3 separate regions of the Mus musculus genome follow, and regions 1 and 2 are each linked to region 3. Evidence: chromatin contacts called from public ChIA-PET and HiChIP or PLAC-seq data. All regions are on one chromosome and are shown on one strand. The core of a region is the stretch at or near the end of the contact, and the rest is flanking DNA. Distances in the headings are between cores, read along the strand shown.

Evidence for each region. ChIA-PET counts read pairs in DNA pulled down with a chosen protein or histone mark. HiChIP or PLAC-seq counts read pairs in DNA pulled down with a chosen protein or histone mark.
Region 1: a contact with region 3 is called in an H3K27ac HiChIP or PLAC-seq map of regulatory T cell precursor, with 9 times the contacts expected there. The contact joins two enhancer-like sites. A contact is called at or near these places in 1 of 15 datasets of contacts at CTCF or cohesin (CD8 T cells) and 5 of 115 datasets of contacts at active chromatin or transcription factors (CD8 T cells, embryonic stem cells, large pre-B cells and 2 more).
Region 2: an RNA polymerase II ChIA-PET map of memory CD8 T cells shows a contact between it and region 3, with 6 read pairs. The contact joins two enhancer-like sites. A contact is called at or near these places in 1 of 484 Hi-C or Micro-C datasets (nephron progenitors) and 1 of 115 datasets of contacts at active chromatin or transcription factors (memory CD8 T cells).

The regions. Positions count from the first base shown.
Region 1 is chr9:94,943,832-94,947,444 of GRCm38.p6, forward strand. The region is part of intron 8 of Slc9a9 (solute carrier family 9 (sodium/hydrogen exchanger), member 9); the gene reads left to right. Among named protein-coding and RNA genes, the nearest start is that of Mir7656, 190 kb to the left of the region's middle. Within about 2 kb of position 1,935, at least 24 of the 459 cell types and tissues checked have an H3K27ac peak or open chromatin away from gene starts, as enhancers often do. A contact at or near this core is called in CD8 T cells, memory CD8 T cells and regulatory T cell precursor, where this site is marked.
Region 2 is chr9:94,992,057-94,995,723 of GRCm38.p6, forward strand. The region is part of intron 9 of Slc9a9 (solute carrier family 9 (sodium/hydrogen exchanger), member 9); the gene reads left to right. Among named protein-coding and RNA genes, the nearest start is that of Mir7656, 240 kb to the left of the region's middle. Within about 2 kb of position 1,730, at least 23 of the 459 cell types and tissues checked have an H3K27ac peak or open chromatin away from gene starts, as enhancers often do. A contact at or near this core is called in memory CD8 T cells, where this site is marked.
Region 3 is chr9:95,315,347-95,318,901 of GRCm38.p6, forward strand. No RefSeq gene overlaps it. Among named protein-coding and RNA genes, the nearest start is that of Gm32018, 6.6 kb to the left of the region's middle. Within about 2 kb of position 1,600, at least 32 of the 459 cell types and tissues checked have an H3K27ac peak or open chromatin away from gene starts, as enhancers often do. A contact at or near this core is called in CD8 T cells, memory CD8 T cells and regulatory T cell precursor, where this site is marked.

The DNA of each region.
Region 1 (3,613 bases), core at 685-3,184, 370 kb before region 3:
GACAGTAAGCCACTTGTTCTAGTGCCCCATGGATTTAAATCTGTCTGTGTACTCGTGTATTAATTGTGTGTATGTTCTGGGACTCCTGCTCTTCACTTAGCTTTTGATCTTCAGTCATTAAATTATCTCAGCTTCATGGTTTATCTTAATATCCAATAGGTAAGGACTGGAGAGATGACTGATGGCTCAGTGGTTATGTGCACTGACTACCCTTCCAGAGGACCTAGGTTTGGTCCCCAGCATACACATTTCGCTAACAACCATCTGTAACTCCAACTCCCGAGGATCCAATGTCCTCTTCTAGCTTCCATAGATGCTGCAAGCATGTGGTACACAGAAAAATGTGCCTTCAGAGGCAAAACACCATATACATAAAATAAAAATAAATCTCAAAAATTAATATAGGTATATAAAAGTATATCTCCAATAGATCAATCTCCTACATCTACGCCTCATTTTAAAAGGCCCTCTGCTATCTGTAGTATTCATAGTTTTATAATTCTAAATGAATTGAAAATGATGTTGTTTCAAACAGAAAATAATTTGAGAATTATATCTCTATTTATTTAAGTCTTTTTACGGCCCTTAGTAAATTTTTATGATTATCTTCATACTAGACTTACAAATTACTTTTTAAGTATCTCTTTAGCTATTTTATATTGTGGTGTTCTACAAGGGATGGGGACTTGCTTGTCCATACACATCTAGATCTCACTCTCTTACTTCATTTACTCTTTGTGGTTCTGAAACACAGTACTGACCTGATACATAGGTTAAAGGACAGATGTTGCAATAGGCTACAAGGTCCACAAAGTCACGATTGAAGCATCAAAGGCACTCAGCCTGTATCTTTTGGGATGTGTGTGTGTGTGTGTGTGTGTGTGTGTACATGTACACACAAATACTTGGGTCAGAGATCTATATCCGGTGTCTTCTTCAATCTCTTTAATTCAATCTCACTGAATCTACAACTTACCTACTTGACTACACTGGCTGACCACCAAGTCCCATGGGTTCTCCTGTCTCTACCTCCTCAGTACAAGGATTACAGGATGCTGCTGTCCTCAGTTTTGTTTTGTTTTCTTTTGTTTTGGTCTTTTTTAAAAGATCTGGATTCTGAGGCACTGAAATCAGGTCTTCAGTCTACATACTGATTCTCCCAAGCCTTTTGAAACTTTGAATAAGTCAGTATAGCTCATCGGAGAAGCAAATTTCTCTACTGTGCATCCCCGGCTCCATGATAGAGTAGGAAGTTCCTCTGTACCTGACAGAATTCCTAGAGTTCCTTTCTGGCTACTGGTCAGGCTATCCCAGAACAGATCCATAGACCAAGTTAATAATCATCATGTATTTCATTAACCTGTAATTTGGTTTCCATATGTGCTAAGCTAAAAATTAAGACATGTGGATAGGAAAACAACCTAGTCTAGAGTAGAGGAATGTAGGAGTCATATGCTAGTACATCTGATTACCACCCATGCTCACTTCCAATGATAGCAATATATCAATGTAATTTAAGAAATCACACACACACACACACACACACACACACACACCACTCCATTGGATAACAGAGTCTTAAGCAAGGTGTTTCACCCTCCCTTACAAAAATAATTGGCAGCTTCTGCAGTCAGGTCCACCAAACCCTTTTCCTGGGATGCAAATCTTTAGGAGAGAGATAGGGAGATGTATAAGTTCTGGTACCTGTCCTTTGCAATAGCAGAACCTCATTCTATTCCTTCCTGCCAATGAAACTCTAGTAATGGTTTGGTACATTTTCTCCCCTGAGACTTACCGTGTATCCGTCCAATAAATTCCCTCTGGTGAAAGTAGCCAGGGTCTGTTTTGATTGCTCACAAAGAAGCCTAAACAGGATCAAGGAAATAATGATCTACAAGCCACCCACAAGTTGATGACAGACCAGGAAGGAAATGAGGTTCAAAGGCCCCACAGCCTTGAGTCAAGAGTACTTGGGGCCGTCTTATGCCAGGTGCATACTTAAGAGACAAACCAACAAACAAAAATCAAGCTTTTTATAGATAGTTTGCATGGTGCGCATGATCCTTGTCATTTCAGCTTCGTATTAGAATCATCACAAGCCCTCCAGGGGGAAGGGGCTTTCTCACTTCCATGTCTCCAACATTCTCTTCAGGTGTTACTAATTTGATGATGATCATTTGATTTATTTCCACCATCTTTCCCTTTGATTTTTTTTTTTTTTTTTTTTTTTTGCCACTTCAATGTCTGCCACAACCTCATCTCGGGTCTCTTGGAAACCACCTGCGAGCATTCAATAGTCACACAGAAGAACTTGGTTTTATAGGGGACAAGTGGCGTTTAGACATGCAAATGAAGGCTGGCATTTCTGTTCCTTGGAAGTTTGATGCTACTGGAAATACCACAACACGTGCAGTTGGGGAATCTTACTTAGGAAGACTGGACAGGTATAAAGTGCAAATGTGAAAAGCCTTCTGAGGAGAGGAGAGTGCACACATTGAGATGGGCAGTGGGGATTCTCCACATCACAGCGAGAAGAGCCCAGCAAGGAAGAATTTGTGAGGCTATGTGTGTCTGGCTTTCATAGCCAGCTGTGGAGGGAGCAGCCACTGTCTTCGGGCTCTTCAGCTGACTCACAGGAACTGGGACAAGCCATTCTTTTAATTGGCTCTTATCTCTTCACTGCTAGAGCAAAAGGGTTTCATTAGTTTCCAGGGAGAGACTCTGTCCACATACTGAATGTGACTTTTGAGGAAATGGCAGACCCAGACATGTTCTCTCCAAGAGATTTCTGGTATACCTGTGTTCCTGTCTTCTGATCAGTAGAGGTCTTCCCCATGCAGGGACCTACTTTCTAAAAGTCATTAGGTTACTAAGCCATTATTTTAGATTGAATATTGAAAATAATTCAGCAGCATTATGTATAGCATAATCCCTAATGAAATTGAATCCTGTCATAGGAGCTGATGTTCAGTTTATGAAGATAACCAAAAAGCACAGCTGGAAAGGTGATTTGAAAATTTATTTTTATAATCTCTTTCCCAGCTGAGACTTTGGGGGTCCAGTTTTTGCCAGAAGCAAACTTTCAGGACTGTCATTAAATACCAACGTGAGTGATTTCTAATGGCCACACTGACACGGTGTCTAATGATTCCCTGCTCCTAGGCTCAGCTAAAAGAAATTCAACTTCCAGTTTTAGATTCCCAGGGCCTATTTTATAGCCATGGAGAAAGGAGGGAGGGCATTGGCATACCTTGCTCTCTCACACACAATTTAAACAATATAGCACACTATTTATTCAGCTTAGAATGGTTTCTAAGAAAATAAACTTGTAAAATATGAAGGAAACCAGCTTTGATTGCTAAACAAAACCGAGGGACTTTGAAGTCTGAGCCTAGAGAGTAAAGGTTCCGGGACAGATACATAGGTAAACAACCATGCAAAGGTTAATGCTAGTCTTGATCTGGTCCATCCACTGAGAGAGCACCAAGGGGTGCAACGAAGATGCTCTCGGCACATCCAAGGAGCCCAACAGTGAAGCCATATCTGTCCTGTCACCCGCATGTCCTAGTTGGTCTGCAGTCTCAGGCCCTAATTACGCTGCCTGGTGAGGAAG
Region 2 (3,667 bases), core at 480-2,979, 320 kb before region 3:
CCAGGATCTCTACCTTCTTCAAAACAGGGATTTGTTTTTGTTTTTAATGTCATTCTTCCTCATGTTTGTTTCTCAGAAGTTTTCCCCAACAGTGTAAATGTTGTTAATCCAATTCCCCATCCAAAGGACACCATATTTTCCTCACGACTGACCAATCAGAGTGATTTGCTAAAGCAATTCACTTCTTATTGATTTTGCGATAACTGCCCTTGTAGATTAGTTCATTTCTTCCTTTAGGTTGTGGTCCCTTTACGTGCCACATGATCCCGTGGTCTGCGGTGTGTCAACTGAAGCCTCAGAAAACTTAGCAAAGGTTCCATTGAAAATCTGGCAAAGACAAAAAGCCACACCACCTTATGTCATTTGAGTTTGTGCTGCTGATGCCTCCAGTTCTGGAGGCTAGTTTCTCGGATGCATAGGTATTGCAAGCTCTTCTTGCCATCCTAGCCATTCTTGTATCAGTTCTGAACATTGCCCTACATTCTCGTGATAGTACTTAGCGTGCTCAATGATTTATTCCCCCCTCCTTGCCTTTTGAAGCATCTTTGGGGCAATTTTTGTTTTTAAAACCTAGTCCCCTTCCCTCAACTCAGCTAAATTCTTTTCTTCTTTTAAGGGGTTAGGGTACAACGGAAGCTCTATTTCCCTTCCCTCTGGAACCCTCTTCGGTTGCTTTGCTTCAGCCATGCGAGACACACGTAAATATTTACAGTGTCATTTATTCTTGCCTTGTGGTCCCGTAATTGTTTATAATTGTTCCATAATGGCTATTCAGTCAATAGGAACTAATTTTGGATGAAAATCTCAAAGGAATAGAAGAAAATACTTAAAGAAACCAACTGGCTTGTAAAGATTAGAGATGGTTCAACCTCATTGCTAATTACAAACTATAAGCTAAACAATAATAATGTCCCCAAGACTGAAAAAACTTAAAGTTGATCATACTATGTATTAGTAGAATTTCAGGGAAACAGCGAGTACACGTGGATATGGACGTGGTGGTGAGCAAGCCTCTTCTGGGAATGGTACCCTAGTGTAACGCAGATGGATCTCCTTATGATGAGGCCTGAGGAGCAGGGTCTTCACATGGCAAGGACCTGTGGGAATATTCATGCGGAATCTTCTGGTCTTTCCTGAGGAAATGCTTGGTTCACTTTTGCCTTGTGTTTGCATTCTTGATTTTGCTATCAGGACTCTTGGCTTTCATTTTGTCTGTGACAGACGTTTCCTCGGAACCAGAAAAAAGAAAGCTTGGACTATGACTTATTCTTGTTTGTCTCTGAGGATCATGGAAACGGAACATCACACTACTCTGTTTGTTAATAATGGTGTTGCGGCTGAGCCAATGAAAGACTTTAGTCTGAGTACATCAGCTAACATCTGGATGTTTCCTTCCTACTGGAACTTAGTTCTAACAACAATCTTACCATTGACTTGCTCTAAATAAAGACTAGATGACTATCAAAAGGTTCGAAAGTTCTTGCTGAATCATTGATTCCAAGACCTAATAGGAACATTCGGAGGCGAGCCAAGTAAGGAGAAGGAACTGACTCGGCATAGTAATTTGCTGAGCTCACTGGGCATTAGAAGAACCAGGTCTCCTGATTAAGATATGGAGAGATGCTAAGTGACAACAGTTAAATCAGAATTTCCTGGGTATATAATATATCACTTCTCTATACTGTAACCACAATCGCTACAAACCACAGTCACTGGGTTATGTGCCAGTGTGCTGGGTTAGATATCAATTGTTTGTTGAAGCTCTATTTCCTTTCTTGATACAGTTCATGGGTTAGCAGGAAACCACAGAGTTTGAGGAGGAGAAGGAAGAGGAGAATACAGTGTGCACATTAGTGTTAGATGTAGGAAGTTCTTAAAAGGGATTGTACACAAGAAAAAGGGAAAATGAAGGTAAACCTTTCAGCTCTGAGAAATAGGTGTATAAATAAAGGTGTCCTGAGTTGTCTCAGTGCCAGAGCATATGAGCTGCACTTCTTGATCCAAGTCTTCTTTTCTCTATGCCATGCATCTTCCTTTGGATTTTGAACTCCTCCGACAGGGCTGGACTCCTGCAGGGACGTGATGAGCTATATTGTTAGAAAATGTCATAGAATCAGTTGAAATGAGTCATAGGTAAAAATTTTCTTTAGTATATTTCAAGATAGTAACATTTTTGGAAACTCAAAATGGTACTGTTTTTATTAAATATATCTTTTTAGAGGAAGAGATCTTATATGGTTAGAAATATATAAAAATGGCTACTAAGAAGGCTCTATTAACAACAGTAAAAGATAACTCTTAAAGGAGACATTTTCACAGTGCTTGTTTAATTGTAAGTAATTTTATAAAAGAAATAAAATAAAAAGTTGCACACCAAAATTTTCTAAATGTAACTAATTAAATGTAGCACTTAATTGAAATTAAGCATTCATATCCCTAAGTGTTTATATTAGAAACCACAAAAGATTTAACTTTAATGAGGTAAGGTACCAGTGTGAGAGGTTAGGAAAAGGCTCTCTGTACAAACCTAAAGAATGCAGAACTCAGCAAAAAGAAAAGGAAGATAAAAGCAGAAATAAAAGAAATATAAGATAAAACAGCAATGGAGAAGAGCAGTGAGGTCAAAGTTGTTCCCTTGACAAAGCCAAGGAGACAGACCGTTCTAGTGAGTCAAAGAGAAAGAGTGAAAAGTCAACATACCCATAAAAGTAAATGAGGTCCATGGCAGAGGCTCCGTGGAGATAAAAAAGACAAGGAGCTCGTGAAAACACTATGCAAGCAAATCTGAAAGTTTAGATGAAATGGATAATTTTCTAGAAACATAAGCTCTGCAAGCTAGCTAAAAAGAAGAAGAAAGGAAATTGAAGCGGGAACTAAAACATCCGTCCACCAGAAACACAGCCAAGCTGCTTGTTTTCTTGGGTGAGTTTAATTTTATAAACATCTTTCAAAAGCAAAGACAAGGCAGGAATGCACCCACTGTTATCATCACAGAGATGGTACAATACACCAGAGATCAAACCTGTCAGCATCAGTGTCTTAGTTTCTTTTCTTGGTGCTGTGATGGACGAACTCCATTTATTCTGACTCAAAATTCAGGGATTCAGTCCAGGATGGCAGTGACGTCATGTCGGCAGGAAGCAGCTTAAAGCAGCTGGCCATGCAGCATCTGCAGTCAGGAAGCAGGGAGGGATAGATGTGCATGGCTGCTCAGCTCTCCTTCTTTATGTGTGCAGTTCAGAATCCCAGGCAGGGAAAGGTGCCACCCACAGGGGTGGATTTCCCACCTCAACTAAAATAGTCAAGATAATCTGTAACTGGCACAGTCAGAGGTCTGTCTCCCAGATGATCCTAGATGTTATCAAATTGACAGCTGAGCCTAATCACAATCAGCAGTGAAAATGAACCATATATGCCAATCTCACAGATGTACATATGAAGGTTTTGAACAAAATAATACCGAGCTGTATTTATTAGTGTTTAGAAAGAACTAGCCAGTCTAGCTCTATCCTAGGGGCTCTGACCTAGTGCATTATAGGTATAATTTTCCACCTTAACAAATGAAAATATGTGTGTGTGTGTGTGTGTGTATATATGTATGTGTATGTATATATGTGTGTGTGTGTGTGTGTGTGTGTATATACATATAAAACCAAAAATGAACTTT
Region 3 (3,555 bases), core at 350-2,849:
TACCCATCAAACATCTCTAGCTTCCTGCTCACACTCTTAAGCCATTTTTTGATCTCCTCAGATCTACTGTGTTTTCTCCAGAAAGTGCCATGAACAAAGCTCTGCATTTCCTAAGGGGTGTGTGTGTATGTGTGTGTGTGTGTGTGTGTGTGTGTGTGTGTGTGTGTGTTTGTGTGTCTGTGTGTCTATGTGTATCTGTGTCTGTGTGTATGTGTGTCACTGTGTGAGAGAGAGAGAGATAATATCCAACTCAAATTCTGAGCCAGTTTTAAGGCAATGGGCTTTCCAGTCACAGCAGATGACCTCAGGCATCTGTGTCCCAGGGCTGTGCCACATAGGAGTGGAGTTTAAGCAGTACGACATGGAAAGCTGCATTTTCTAGAGGCCATAGTTGGAAAGTCAAAAGCAGCCAGGTGGAGTGGTGCACACCTTTAATCCCCACACCCAGGAGGCAGAGGCAGGAGGATCTCTGTGAGTTTGTGGCCAGCCTGGTCTACAGAGCAAGTTTTAGGTCAGTAAAGTGAAACCCTGTCTTACAAAATGACAAAAGAAAGTTTAAAAAAATCAATAGAAGACAAATTCTAACAATATAGTTTGTTTAGCCCAATATGTTCTAGAAATTCTCATTTCTACACTCAGCCATCTTTAAGTAACCATTGTGTGTCTCTGTTTTCCAAGCCAAACATCCAGAATTCGGGGAGCACCGGCAGCCAAACCCATCATGGCCTGAACCAACCTCACTTCAAGTGTTTAAAACACACATGTGCCAGACATGGTCTACCAGAAAAGGTTTGTGCCAGAAGCTCCCAAGGAAAGCATCAAGTTTTAAAACCAGCATTGTCTACGAGAGACTCATGATAGTCAAAAATAGAGGTGACATCCATTAGTAGCTGAATTCTCACTCAGTAAGAATCTAAAAGGTAGCCAGGCATGGTGGCAAATGTCTTTAATACCAGCATTCAGGAGGGAGAGGTAGGCAGATCTCTGTGAGTTGGGGGCCAGGCCAACCCAATCTACAAAGTAAGTTTCAAGACATCCAGGGCTATTACACAGAGAAACCCTATGGAAGTTAGCAGGGAGAGGGGGTAGGGAAGGATGAGATCAAACAGCAATGCTACAGATTCCAGATTCCAGGCCAGGTATGAGCACTGTGAACCTTGGAACTCTTTTGAATATATACATAGCTGTTTCCCTGAAAAGCACGGACCCCAAGAAGACTATAAGGTCAAAAATCAATGTCTTTGGTGTTTGCATCCACTCTTTTCCTCCTCTCCCACCCTCACTGCTTAAGCTCAGACATTCCTTTCTTTAATTACCTCTAGATGGTAGAGCAGTGTGTGGACTGACTGTCTATGCCCCGCCCTATTCATAAGAGCCCCAGGTGGTGGCATTAGGACTGGTCCTCCAGGAGATGAGGAAGCCAAGAGCAGCAGAGCTTGGAGTGAAATCCTTGCTCCTCTCAAAAAAACCACCGAGGCGCTCTTGCTTCTACCACATGACGACAAAGCAAGAAATTATCGGGTGCCTCTCTGAAGAGATCCGCAGCAGAACCCACCTACACCAGTACCCTGATGTCACACATCCTGTCTCCAGAATGCGTTTCTGTGGGTTGTATCCACAGGGGGTATGGCATTTGATTATAGAGCAGCAGTAAGAAGTCTAGACAGGAAGTGTGTGTTGATAGCACTCACTGTATCACGGGAATCCTAGATCTCCTAAAACGGGCATCTAAAATGAGGCATTTCCTGATCACTGGGATGCACTGTGTTCCCCTAACCCTCAATAGCCCTGTGATGAATCATCATTTTATTGCCATAGACAGACACCAACAACAAACCAGATTCAGAGAGGGTAAGCAAGCTGCTCTAGGTCAAACAATATATAAATGGCATGCTCAACATTTTAAGCCCACGTCTGCCCAATTCTGAGCCCCAATCTTGATAATCAAAAGAAGAAGATAAACAAATGGATTATAGCTAACGTCCCAGAAGGGAACTACCTACATATTCCTCATCTTAGTAAACCCAGAGAGTCAAGTTCAAATCTTAACTCTGCAGCTTGGAGAACTCTGATTTGCTCTGACATATTTGTTCAGACAAACAAAGTAAAATAAAGATGAGAATGTTTTCATCACGAATGGATAAGGTAAGATGATTGACTTTAAAAAGTACCTGCTGCTCCCATACATTGTGCTGCTCTCCATTTCTGACACTGGGGGATAGCTATAAGTTAGATGAACATCCAGCTCTCAGGAATACTGACAGTAAACAAGGAAAACTAACAAGGCCACCCCCAGGGATTGGTCAATGTCAAAAACTAGTGAAGACCTGGTATGGTAGAGCACATGTTTAATCCCAGCACTCAGAAGGCAGAGACAGGAGAATTTCTGTAAGTCTGAGGCCCTCAAGAGCTACATAGTGAGACCCTGTATCAAAAACCAATAAGTAAGAACAATAATTAAAGGAGACAGGGCGTGCAAACTGCTCGACCCTAGGCTTAGCACAAAGAGGGGATCGCTGTGAGACATAACATGGGCTTTGTTAACAAATGTCATTGGCTGGAAGCCAATATCCATTTCTTAATTCTCCTTGGAGACTGGGAAATCTACATCAAGGCACTGGCAGATTTTGTTCTGGTGAAAGTCCTCTTGCTGGTTGGAAGGTGGCCATCTCTGTGCTGTCCCCTCTCCAAAGAGGGCTCTGGGAGCTTCTTTTATAAGGATGCTAATTCTGCACACAAAGGCTCCACCCTCATAGCCTGATCACCTCCCCAAACCTCCATCTCCTTCTGCATCGCACGGAAGTTAGGATTTCAACATATGAAATTGGTAAACTCAAACATTCAGACTAAAGCCTTCTGCTCCTGACCCCCCAAAATCCATGTCTTTCTTCACTGTAAAGTGCATTCATCCCACCTTAACAGTTCCAAGAGCCTTAATTTATTCCAGCATCAACTCTAAACTCTAAAGGCCAAAGACTCTCGTCTAAATGGCATCTAAATTAGATGTGGATGAGACCCAAGGTGTGATTCATGCAAAAGCAAAACTCTCTCCAGCTGTGAGCCTGTAACACACTTCCTGAACTCAATAACAGGATAAGCAGAGGCTCGACATTTTCATTCCAAAAGGGGAAATTCAACAGAGAAAAGGGTATCACCCCCATATAAGTCCAAAACCTAGCAGATGTAACAGCAGTAGACCCTGGGGCTCCATAATCTTGCTTGGTTCCATGGCTCACCCCCTAGACCTATCAGATGATGGCCTTGTCTGTAACTGTCCTGTCATGAGGAAGGAGGCCCATGACCCTGGATACCCAGGGCTGGAATCTATAATAAAATGATACCTGTTGTTTTATTTTTAATTAAATTTAACAGTATTCAAATCATCATTGGGAAGGCAAGTAATCAAAAAGACTGATAAGGTTGAATGGGGGGTCTCTGGGTTGAAAAAAAAAGACAGAGTGCCCACCCTTACTTATTCTCCCATCTTTAGAAGGAGGTGGCCGAGGTTCTGCCATGCAGAGAACACTGAAACACTACAAACACTGAACGAGATGG